Regions from separate parts of the Mus musculus genome. Here region 2 is linked to region 1. Evidence: chromatin contacts called from public Hi-C data. All regions are on one chromosome and are shown on one strand. The core of a region is the stretch at or near the end of the contact, and the rest is flanking DNA. Distances in the headings are between cores, read along the strand shown. Region 1 holds the start of Ddi2 (DNA-damage inducible protein 2). Region 2 holds the start of Cela2a (chymotrypsin-like elastase family, member 2A).

Region 1 (4,497 bases), core at 505-3,004:
TTCTAAAGGAACAATTCATGCCACAATAAACATCTTGGTGCCCACTAACTGTGGAGACGCAATCACAGTGGGGTGATTGGAGTTCACATCCTGTGGGGCATCTGGCATCCTCACAAACCTTACTTAAGTTTCCTAACTCCATTTTGAAAGGCTCTCTAGCTGACATTTTCATTGCAATTTTCTTTTCGTTTGGCACAGCAGCTGGGCTTTCTGTCACGGATGCTTGATTTCAGCCCTGTCCTGTGGTCCCAGCGTCTCCACTTCTGTTTTTGTAAAAGTCTTGCGCCTATGTATTCTGTCTTTTCTGCAAAGTGAAGTTCTTGCAGCATCCACAGCCACCCTGCTTCCCATTTCCTTCCTGTTCTGCTGGAGGAGGCTCCTCGCTCCACGGAGCCAGGAGTGGAAATCCTTGTGCTTGTAGTGATCCTGCAGTCTCTGCTCCTGGATGATGGTGAAATGAACCAATTCAAGACAGATTAGCTCGTCGTAAATGCGGGTTTGTTGGGTTGGGAAGCTTCTGTCAGGAGGACGAATTCACTGGTCCCAAGGAAGGAGAGGAAGGAAGCCATATTAGTCGCCATGGGAAGGGAAAGGAGAAGAGGGAAAAGAAAGAAAGAAAGAAAGAAAGAAAGAAAGAAAGAAAGAAAGAAAGAAAGAGAGAAAGAGAGAAAGAAAGAAAGAGAATGGGGGTGGGGGGGAGAGAGAGACCAATGATATCATATATGATATGATATCTGTATTAAATGCAGAAGAGTCTCTGGGGGAAGGGCAGCTGAGTCCCTGCCAGGTAGGGACAGAGGGATGTCAGGAGAACCTTGAGCCTTTGATTTGTACAATGCATACCTCAGCCCCTAATCCAGGACTGGAAACCAAACACTCCTGAGTGCTGGGATTACAAATGTGGACCACCCTAGTGGGCCCGGGAGATGTTTTCGGATTTTTACCATTCTTGGTATCTACATCTTCTTATGAATTGAGTGGCCACTAAAATAACGACTGTTTCCCAAGTACTGTCTTTTTGTCCTGCTGAGGTTGAGCTTGGTCCTGGTAGGCAAGATGTCAACAAGGTATTTTATCTATACCATTAAAGTAAATTGTTCAGACTGGAACACTTATGATCCAGGCAGGCTTGGAATTTGCCAGCCTTCTGTTCACCCTCCTGAGTAGCTGGGATTACAGGTTTGCGCTACCAGTCCCAGTATACGGAGTAAATTCTAAACCGTACCCAGTAAACGTCCAGTGCTGGATGCAGTCTGAGAGTGAGTTAACTAAGAACTGTGCTGTGTGTGTGTGGCTGCCAGCGCAGCCATGCCAGCCCGCAGGCTGGGATGGGCCTCGAGCACAGCAAAGGATCTGGATTTTCGTCCTACATTCATTACCAAGTCGAAACCGAGTTAATATTACTGAAATGACAACTTCCATTACGAAAACTCTGTTTTAGAAAGATGTGCTTAATTTGTCTTTCAACCATTTTTATGCACACGCCATTCGCACAGTAGGTCCCCGTTGGATGACTAACTGGGACTGGGATCCTGGAATACTCCGGAGCTCAAGCATTAAATCGTGGGGTTCCCCCACCCCGCATCCCCATTCCTCCCTCCAGTCTCCCCAGCCCCGCCCTGCCCCACAGCCTAGCGTCGCGAAGGCTGCCGGCAGCCTGGCGCGCTTTACGGCCGTGGCGTTGCGACGGGGCGGGGCGCCGGGCGGGCGGCCCGCGAGCTTGACGGCAGCGGTGGGAGGCAGGCCGGCAGGCAGGCAGACGGCGTCGCAGGCGGGTGGCGGCGGCCGCGCTGGCTGCCGAGGGCGGGAGCGAGTGAGTCATTGCGCGCGTGTGAGGGAGGAAAGGAGCGAGCGAGCGAGCGAGCGAGCAGCCCGCGCCCGTCGCCCTCCCGCCGCTGCCGCCAGGTCTCCCCAGCCGCCGACTGCCTTCCGCCCAGCGCCCAGGCCGGGCCGAGTCGAGCCGGGTCGGGCCCGGGCCATGCTGCTCACCGTGTACTGTGTGCGGAGGGACCTCTCCGAGGTGACCTTTTCCCTCCAGGTCGACGCCGACTTCGAGCTGCACAACTTCCGCGCGCTGTGCGAGCTCGAGTCCGGCATCCCCGCCGCCGAGAGCCAGGTACGCCGGGGTGCGGCAGCGAGCGGGGGCCTCCGGCCGCTGTGGCCGGGGGCGGGGGGAGCTGGGGGCCGGCGGGGGCCGAGTCCTGCAGCCGCCCGTGGATGCACCCACTGCAGCTAGAGGGGCACGTGCGCGGGCGGGCAGCCCTCCCCACCTTCTGGCCTTCGGGAGCCTGGGTCCTCATCCGGGATCTCCTGACTTTCCGACCAGAAATACCAGTTTGGATCACTGGGAGAACGACGCCTGCCTGGGGTTCGCTTATTTGGACCGCTCCAATATGCGCAGTTTACTACCTGGGAGAATGCAGATTTGCGGTTGAAAGTGAGGGGAAAAAGTTTGAGACTCACTCTGCCATTGACGTCTCTGGAAATGCATACATTTTTGGTTAATTTATTATATATGTATACACACACACACATATATATATGTCATATATTAATTAAAGTAATGGTTAGGTTAACTCAGTCTGTCTGCTTCTCTCAGGCCAAAGCCCTCCTCCTTTCTGGGCCCAGTTTAGTTGGGTCAGTTCAAAGCTCAGTGCTTTCGAAGGATATTAGCTTGAAAATGGCCTACTGTCTGAAGACCCCCGAGGGATTCGGCGGCCAGGAGTTCAGCCTTCTCATGTTTTAACAAGAAAATATATTCTCAAAATGCTTTGGTGTCCTTAGTAGACTTCATCAAACAATAGGTGGACTATTTTGTAACCTTTGCACTAAATCCCTTAAGATTCTAACCAAAGTGGCCCCCGCTGGGTGTAGTCTAAACACCAGAAAATTATAGACAGCTCCCAAGGCCCCAGAATGTAAATCTTGATTTCCTTCTGCAATTATGAAATAGTTCCAAAAACTGTTGCCCAACGACTGCCTGTTCTGTCCTGACTTACGGTAAACTCTGCGTGTCAATATTGTGTTCAGAAGTACCATTCCTTCACACAATGTGAACTTTAGAACCTTGGCATGCAGCTCTTTCTGGAAGGATCTATTTTAGGGAAGGAGGTGTCACTCACATACGCGGTCTGGCAAAAGTTGGGAATAAACAGTTCCCCCAATTTCCACAGAAAAATTAACCCACAAAAACCTAGGACCCCATTCCTGTTGGTCAGCCTCCTCATACAGGTAGCAGGGGCAAGCTAGGACCAGGGAGTTTGGGGGGCTGGGGGAGATTTGACTTTTTAGAGGATTGATTAATTGCTGGTTGTTGTTTGTTTTGTTTTTAAGGCAGGTCTCACTATATAAAACACTGGCTCCCATCTACACTCAGAGATCCCTGTTGACTTTGCCTCCCAAATGTTTGGAGTTAAGGCCTGAGCCATCACAACCAGCTGCTTTTGGTTTTTGTTTGTTTGCTTTGGTTTTTTTTGTTGTTGTTGTTGGGTTTTTTGTTGTTGTTGTTGTTTTTGAGACAAGGTCTCAACTGTGGGGTCAAGGCTAGTCTCAGACAGCAGCCCTCCTGCTTCAGGCTCCTGTACAGCTGGGATTACAAGAATACACTATCATGCCCAAGTTCAGTTTTCAGTTTTGAAGTTTTTTTTAAAAATTTTTTTCAATTTTTGTGTGTGTGTGTGTGTGTGTGTGTGTGTAGGGTGTTTTGATGACCCAAGTTATAATTGCCAGCTGATGGGGAGTAATTTTAAGTTGAATTTGTTGGTAGGACTTGAGGTCTACAGAGGGTGAAGCTGTTTCTCTGCTGTTTCTCTTCCTCCATCCTGTGTGCACGTCATCCTAGCTAGCACTACCGCTGTCTTACACGCTCCCTGCCCAGCCCATTGCACTCCGATGTCTGCAGAAAATGTTAAGTAAACTAAAGGGGATAGCAGGCTGAATCATAATTGTATGGTTAAGGAGGGTTCAGTCTTTAGTCTGGAGTTTGAAGGGTACCATTTGAACAATTAGGCTAGCTCTAAGTTCTTCTCTAAGTAAATTCGGTGTTGACTTTCTTCCCAACCCAAATTGGCATGCAGAAACCCGGATTCCCAACAGTGGTAAGCCTGTATTAAATAGCTGTAAACAGCACCCTGTTTTTCAGGTTAGTGCTGTTGGCTCTATGTAACCTGACAACTCAGTGTCTATTTTAAGAGCTGATTTTTAAGTGGGGGGTCACTTGTCTAGTTCACTGGCTAGCCCCCCTCAGGCAGGAACAGGATCCACCCCAGACACTTGAGTCACTTCCTTTCATTGGATCATGAAAGTAAACATGATAGTCTTTTGTTTTTTAAGTCCTAGTCTGTTTGTCTTGAGCTCCCTAACCAGTTTTTCTGTTTTGTCCCTTCCTCTCAGCTTTCATTCAGTCTGTTTACTTGAGTTTCTTCCATTCCGGTCTCTTGGCTTGGCTTCAGAGTCCCACTTTAATCACATGTGCAGGTGGAGATGGTTTCTGTTCTA
Region 2 (4,497 bases), core at 829-3,328, 100 kb before region 1:
TCTAGGGAGGTCACGTGACCAGAGGCAAACCAAATCAGCTTGTTGGGAAGACATACCTTAGATTCTCCTGAAATGATCTGCGGCTACAACCACAGAATGGGAAGGAAAGCACAGAGGGGTGGCTTGTTCCCCATGGGTACATGTAGCAATGAGGACAGTCAACTTTGGTTGTCAAAACTGGGATTGGTATCTAAGGGGTAGGACCAAGGATGCTCTGAAGGCTCCTACGATCACTCAGAGTAAAACAGCTGGTGGGGAGGGCATGAGGCTCAGTTGGTAGAGCTCGGGCCTGTCAAGCATGAAATGATGGTTTCTGGCTGGAGAGATGGATAAGGGCTGGAGACTGCCTAGCATGTGCAAGTCCCCAGGTTCAATCTGAGAGACAGAGAGACAAAGACAGACACTGAGCATGTGTGTCCTTCCATTTTGTAGATAGACAACCCTCAGGCAGAGAGCCTGCCTGCTTTGCCCAAGGTCACCCGGCAAGCTCATGCCAAGTGCAATACTGCTGTTTGTTTGGTGACTTCATCTAGAGAAAACTTATTTGGATCTCCAAGCCAACACCCTGAGAAGAGTGCCACCTGCACCTTGACTTTTAAGGGAAAGCTGACCTTGACACTTCCAAAATGGCTGCTTTCATGATTCTTGTGGCCATAAACAAAGGTTCTACCTATTCCAAGGCTGTTAGGGATTGATCTAGAACAAGAACACCCTCTGACATCCAGTTCAATAGGATCCCGCACCCCAACACCCCTTACCTTTGAAAGATTCTTGCCCTGAGCTTCCCACCCACAAAGCAGTCCCAGAACTCTACCTGAATTCATTCCTTCCTTCCTTCCTTCCTTCCTTCCTTCCTTCCTTCCTTCCTTCCTTCCTTCTCTCCCTCTTTCTCTCTCTCCTTTCTCTTTTGAGATAGTGTCTCATGTAGCCCAGGCTGAAGACACATAGCATCTCCTCCTGCCTCCCCGTCTGGAGCCCTGGGATCACAGGCCTGTGCCACCAGGAACCAATGTTCTGCAGTGCTGAGATTCCAACCCAGGGCTTCACTGGGTAAGCCCTCCACTGGCTGAGCTACACCTCCAGGACCTAGTTTGTATGGATTCTGTGCATTAGCAGTTAGCTCCGAGTCACCAATAGCAATGCATTAAGGAAAGAAATAGAAGCACTTCCCCTAGGAGTGACTTAACCAAGAGTAAGTCTAGATTTGAATTCTCTGTGTCATGCTCTTGGAGGCTTCTGTCCTGTCTGTCTACTGTGTACGTCTGAACTTGTGCCTGCCTGGAGGCTGCCTTGTGAATCTGTCTGTCTCTGTGTCTGCATCTATCCCTATGTGTGAGACTGTCTCATCTATGTGTTCTGTGCCTGTGTGTCTGTTGTTGGGTGACTGTCTGTCTGTCCCTCACAAAGGGCTTCGATCTGTCTTTATTGAACAGCAGAGAAAGCATCACACAGAGGACAAGGCAACAAAAATCAAGCAGCATCCTCTCTCTCTCTCTCTCTCTCTCTCTCTCTCCTTCCTTGTTTGTTTGACACAGGATTTCTCTGTATAGCCCTGGCTGTCCTGAAATCTGCTTTGTAGACCAGGTTGTCCTCGTACTGGATGCTTCCTAAGCGGGTCTAATGTTTTCTTTGGAAAAAGCAACCCCAGGAACAAACATTGTCTTTCTTCCTCACGTAACACTCAGCTTGAAAGCAGAGAGAATGTACATTTCTCGGATGGTGGTTGTTGCTATTGTCGTTTTGGGGGAGGAGTTGGTGAAACAATATGTGTGGCCCAGGCTGACCCCGAGCACTCTACATAGCCATGGATAATCTTAAGTCCTGATCACCCTGCCTCTACCTCCCCAGAGCTGGGGTTCCAGGTGTTTGCTGGCAAAGGACCTGTCTTTGGCATGTTTCTCAGTGTACTTCTAGAACGACAAGGGAATGGAAAAATAAACAAAAACAAGAAAACCAAACATTTGGACTCCAGCCCTTTATTGCACTGGACTTTGGGAAAATCTCCACCTTGCATATTCCTCCAGCGTCTCTGGCTGATAAGGCCACTCATAAAAAGGAAGCTTGGCCAGGGCCAGACCTACAGACGTCCAGGGACACACCATGATCAGGACACTGCTGCTATCTGCCTTGGTGGCTGGAGGTAACCTGTCTGGTGAAGCTGGGAACCTGAATCTCCTGCTCTTCCCTTGAGCTGCTGTCCCCTCTCCGGTCCCTCCTATAGCAGGACATGGTGACACACTCCTTGTGTCAGCCTCAAGAACCTAAGACAGGAGGGTGGCAAATTTAAGGCCAGCTCCAGTTAACTAATTCAAAGGCAGCTAGGAGCTGGGGTGGAGGACAGGACTCATGGACCTCGAAGATCATTCCAAAGCAAGGGTTTCCTGTTGGGGTTCAGGTGATTTTGCCCACAATTATCACTCCCAACCAACACAATCCTCTCTCAATCCTCTCTTCACAGCCCTCAGCTGTGGGTACCCCACTTATGAGGTGGAGGATGATGTGAGCAGGGTAGTTGGGGGTCAAGAGGCCACACCCAACACCTGGCCCTGGCAGGTAAGTCAGCCACACATGTGGGTCTATTGTGTGAATATGGATGAGGCCTGGTAGAAACACAGACGCACCAATAAGATACATTCTGACAACCTTGGCCAATTTGGGGGCTGAGGGAAAGTTTACTTCTCCAGAGACTTCAAAGAGGGGGGTCCACCACTCTAAGACACATTTGCAATGCCTGCAGATTTAAAATTAGATGCTTGCTGGCACATACAGGTTACTCCATAAGTCAGTCACCTCTCCTATGCAAATGCTCTGTGCTGGAAGAGACCAATCAGAGCTGCTTATGCAAATTAGTTCTTTGTTTTTGTTGTAGAGGGCTTATTTTGCTTTGATTTCTTTCTCGGTGTAACTATCTCTGATTGTCCTGGACTCGTTTCTTAGAGCAGGCTGGCCTTAAACTCACAGAGATCCTCCTGCCTCTATCTCCGAAGTGCTGGGATTAAAAGTGTGCCACCATCTGGCTTGCAAATGAATTCTTTGTTATAATGTTACCAATGAAAATAACTGTTTGCTTACACTGATCTAATCATACTCACATCATATCAAATTGAAATTTGACACAGCACAAATTACTAGGTCTTTCCATAGGATGAATGTGACCTTTACAATCAATATATTTAAAAATCTCTTGCTGGTGTTGCCTTAAACCCAGCCCTTGGGAGACAGAGGCAGGAAGATCTCCAGACTGGAGGCCAGCCTGGTCTACAGAGGGAGTTCTAGGCCAGCCTGGTCTACAGAGGGAGTTCTAGGCCAGCCTGGTCTACAGAGGGAGTTCTAGGACAGCCAGGGCTGCACAGAAAAATCTTATCTTGAAAAACCAAGAAAAGAAAAACCTCTCTTACCTGGGATAACTTGTGCTTGCTGCTCTTTCAGAGGACCTGAGCTCTGTTCCCAGGACCCACAAAGCAGTTTACAACAATCTAGAATGTTCCAGGGGATTGGTGCCATGTTTCTGGCCTCCTCAGGCATGAGACAAAACACCGGGTACACATATATACATGAAGGCAAACAGGCACACACACAGAAGCCAGGAGGTTTGTTTATATATTTACTTCCTTATTTACTTATTTAGATGAGGGCCTCCCTGTGTCGCTCTGGCTCCTCTGAAACACACTGTATAGACTAAGCTGGCCTCAGACTCAGATTCATCGGAGTGCCGGGATTAAAGGCCTGTGCCACTATTCCCAGCCTAAGTAAGCACTGACTTATGCCTGTGGAACAGTTAGGTATAAACTCTGTCCACAGGTCCCACTAGATATAGTTAACAGTCTTCTTGGGATTGCTATGCTCGGCTGCCTTTGTTTGCTCAAATCTAAAATGGGCATGATGAACAAGAGTTGTGCCTTGTGGGGTAACAGGACCGGTGGGAGATTACATGTGTGCCCACCTCTGATAAAGATATACCACCTGATGACTGCCACAGTATTTGGAGTGTTGTTCTATCAGAATTATCAGTGATACCAGAGAGCACTGGTCAAGTGCTCCCTATTTTTCTGATAAAGGTACTAGGACTCAGAATGGTTGTGAAACAGCCCAAAGTTAGCCCCTTGAGCTAGGGAAGACTCAAGATTCAAATCTGATTCAGGCGTTGAGTACGGTGCTCAGCCGGTCATTTGCAGGAAGCTGTGGGTTTGGTCTGCAGCACCGAATAACATTTTGGACATGGAGGTGCATGAATGTCCACCTAGCTCTCAGGAGATGAAGGCAAGAGGATCAGGAGTTGGGGCTCATCTTTGATAATATAAAGAATTTGAGACCAGCTTGGAGTATATGATACATCTCAAAAAAAAAAAAAAAGAAGAAGAAAAATTTAATGCAACCGATTTTGAAGTCCCCTCCATGCTGTAGGGAGCTATTTCTTACTCCCCAATCAACTTGCCTGGTTACCCTTCAGAACCCAAATCATTGGCTCAAGTTCTGCCCATGGGAAAAAGAGTTTCT

Evidence for each region. Hi-C and Micro-C count contacts between places; a contact is called where the count stands out from the background.
Region 2: a contact with region 1 is called in a Hi-C map of liver, with 2.0 times the contacts expected there. The contact joins the promoter of Cela2a here to the promoter of Ddi2 in region 1. A contact is called at or near these places in 1 of 484 Hi-C or Micro-C datasets (liver), 3 of 115 datasets of contacts at active chromatin or transcription factors (all in embryonic stem cells) and 3 of 9 other capture datasets (adipose tissue, liver and pancreatic islet).

Annotation. Positions count from the first base shown.
Region 1 is chr4:141,720,676-141,725,172 of GRCm38.p6, reverse strand. It overlaps Ddi2 (DNA-damage inducible protein 2), which reads left to right and starts at 1,754. Exons shown (of 10, transcript NM_001017966.2): 1 at 1,754-2,116. The coding sequence starts at 1,979.
Region 2 is chr4:141,823,586-141,828,082 of GRCm38.p6, reverse strand. Cela2a (chymotrypsin-like elastase family, member 2A) reads left to right here and starts at 2,078. Exons shown (of 8, transcript NM_007919.3): 1 at 2,078-2,140; 2 at 2,459-2,553. The coding sequence starts at 2,101.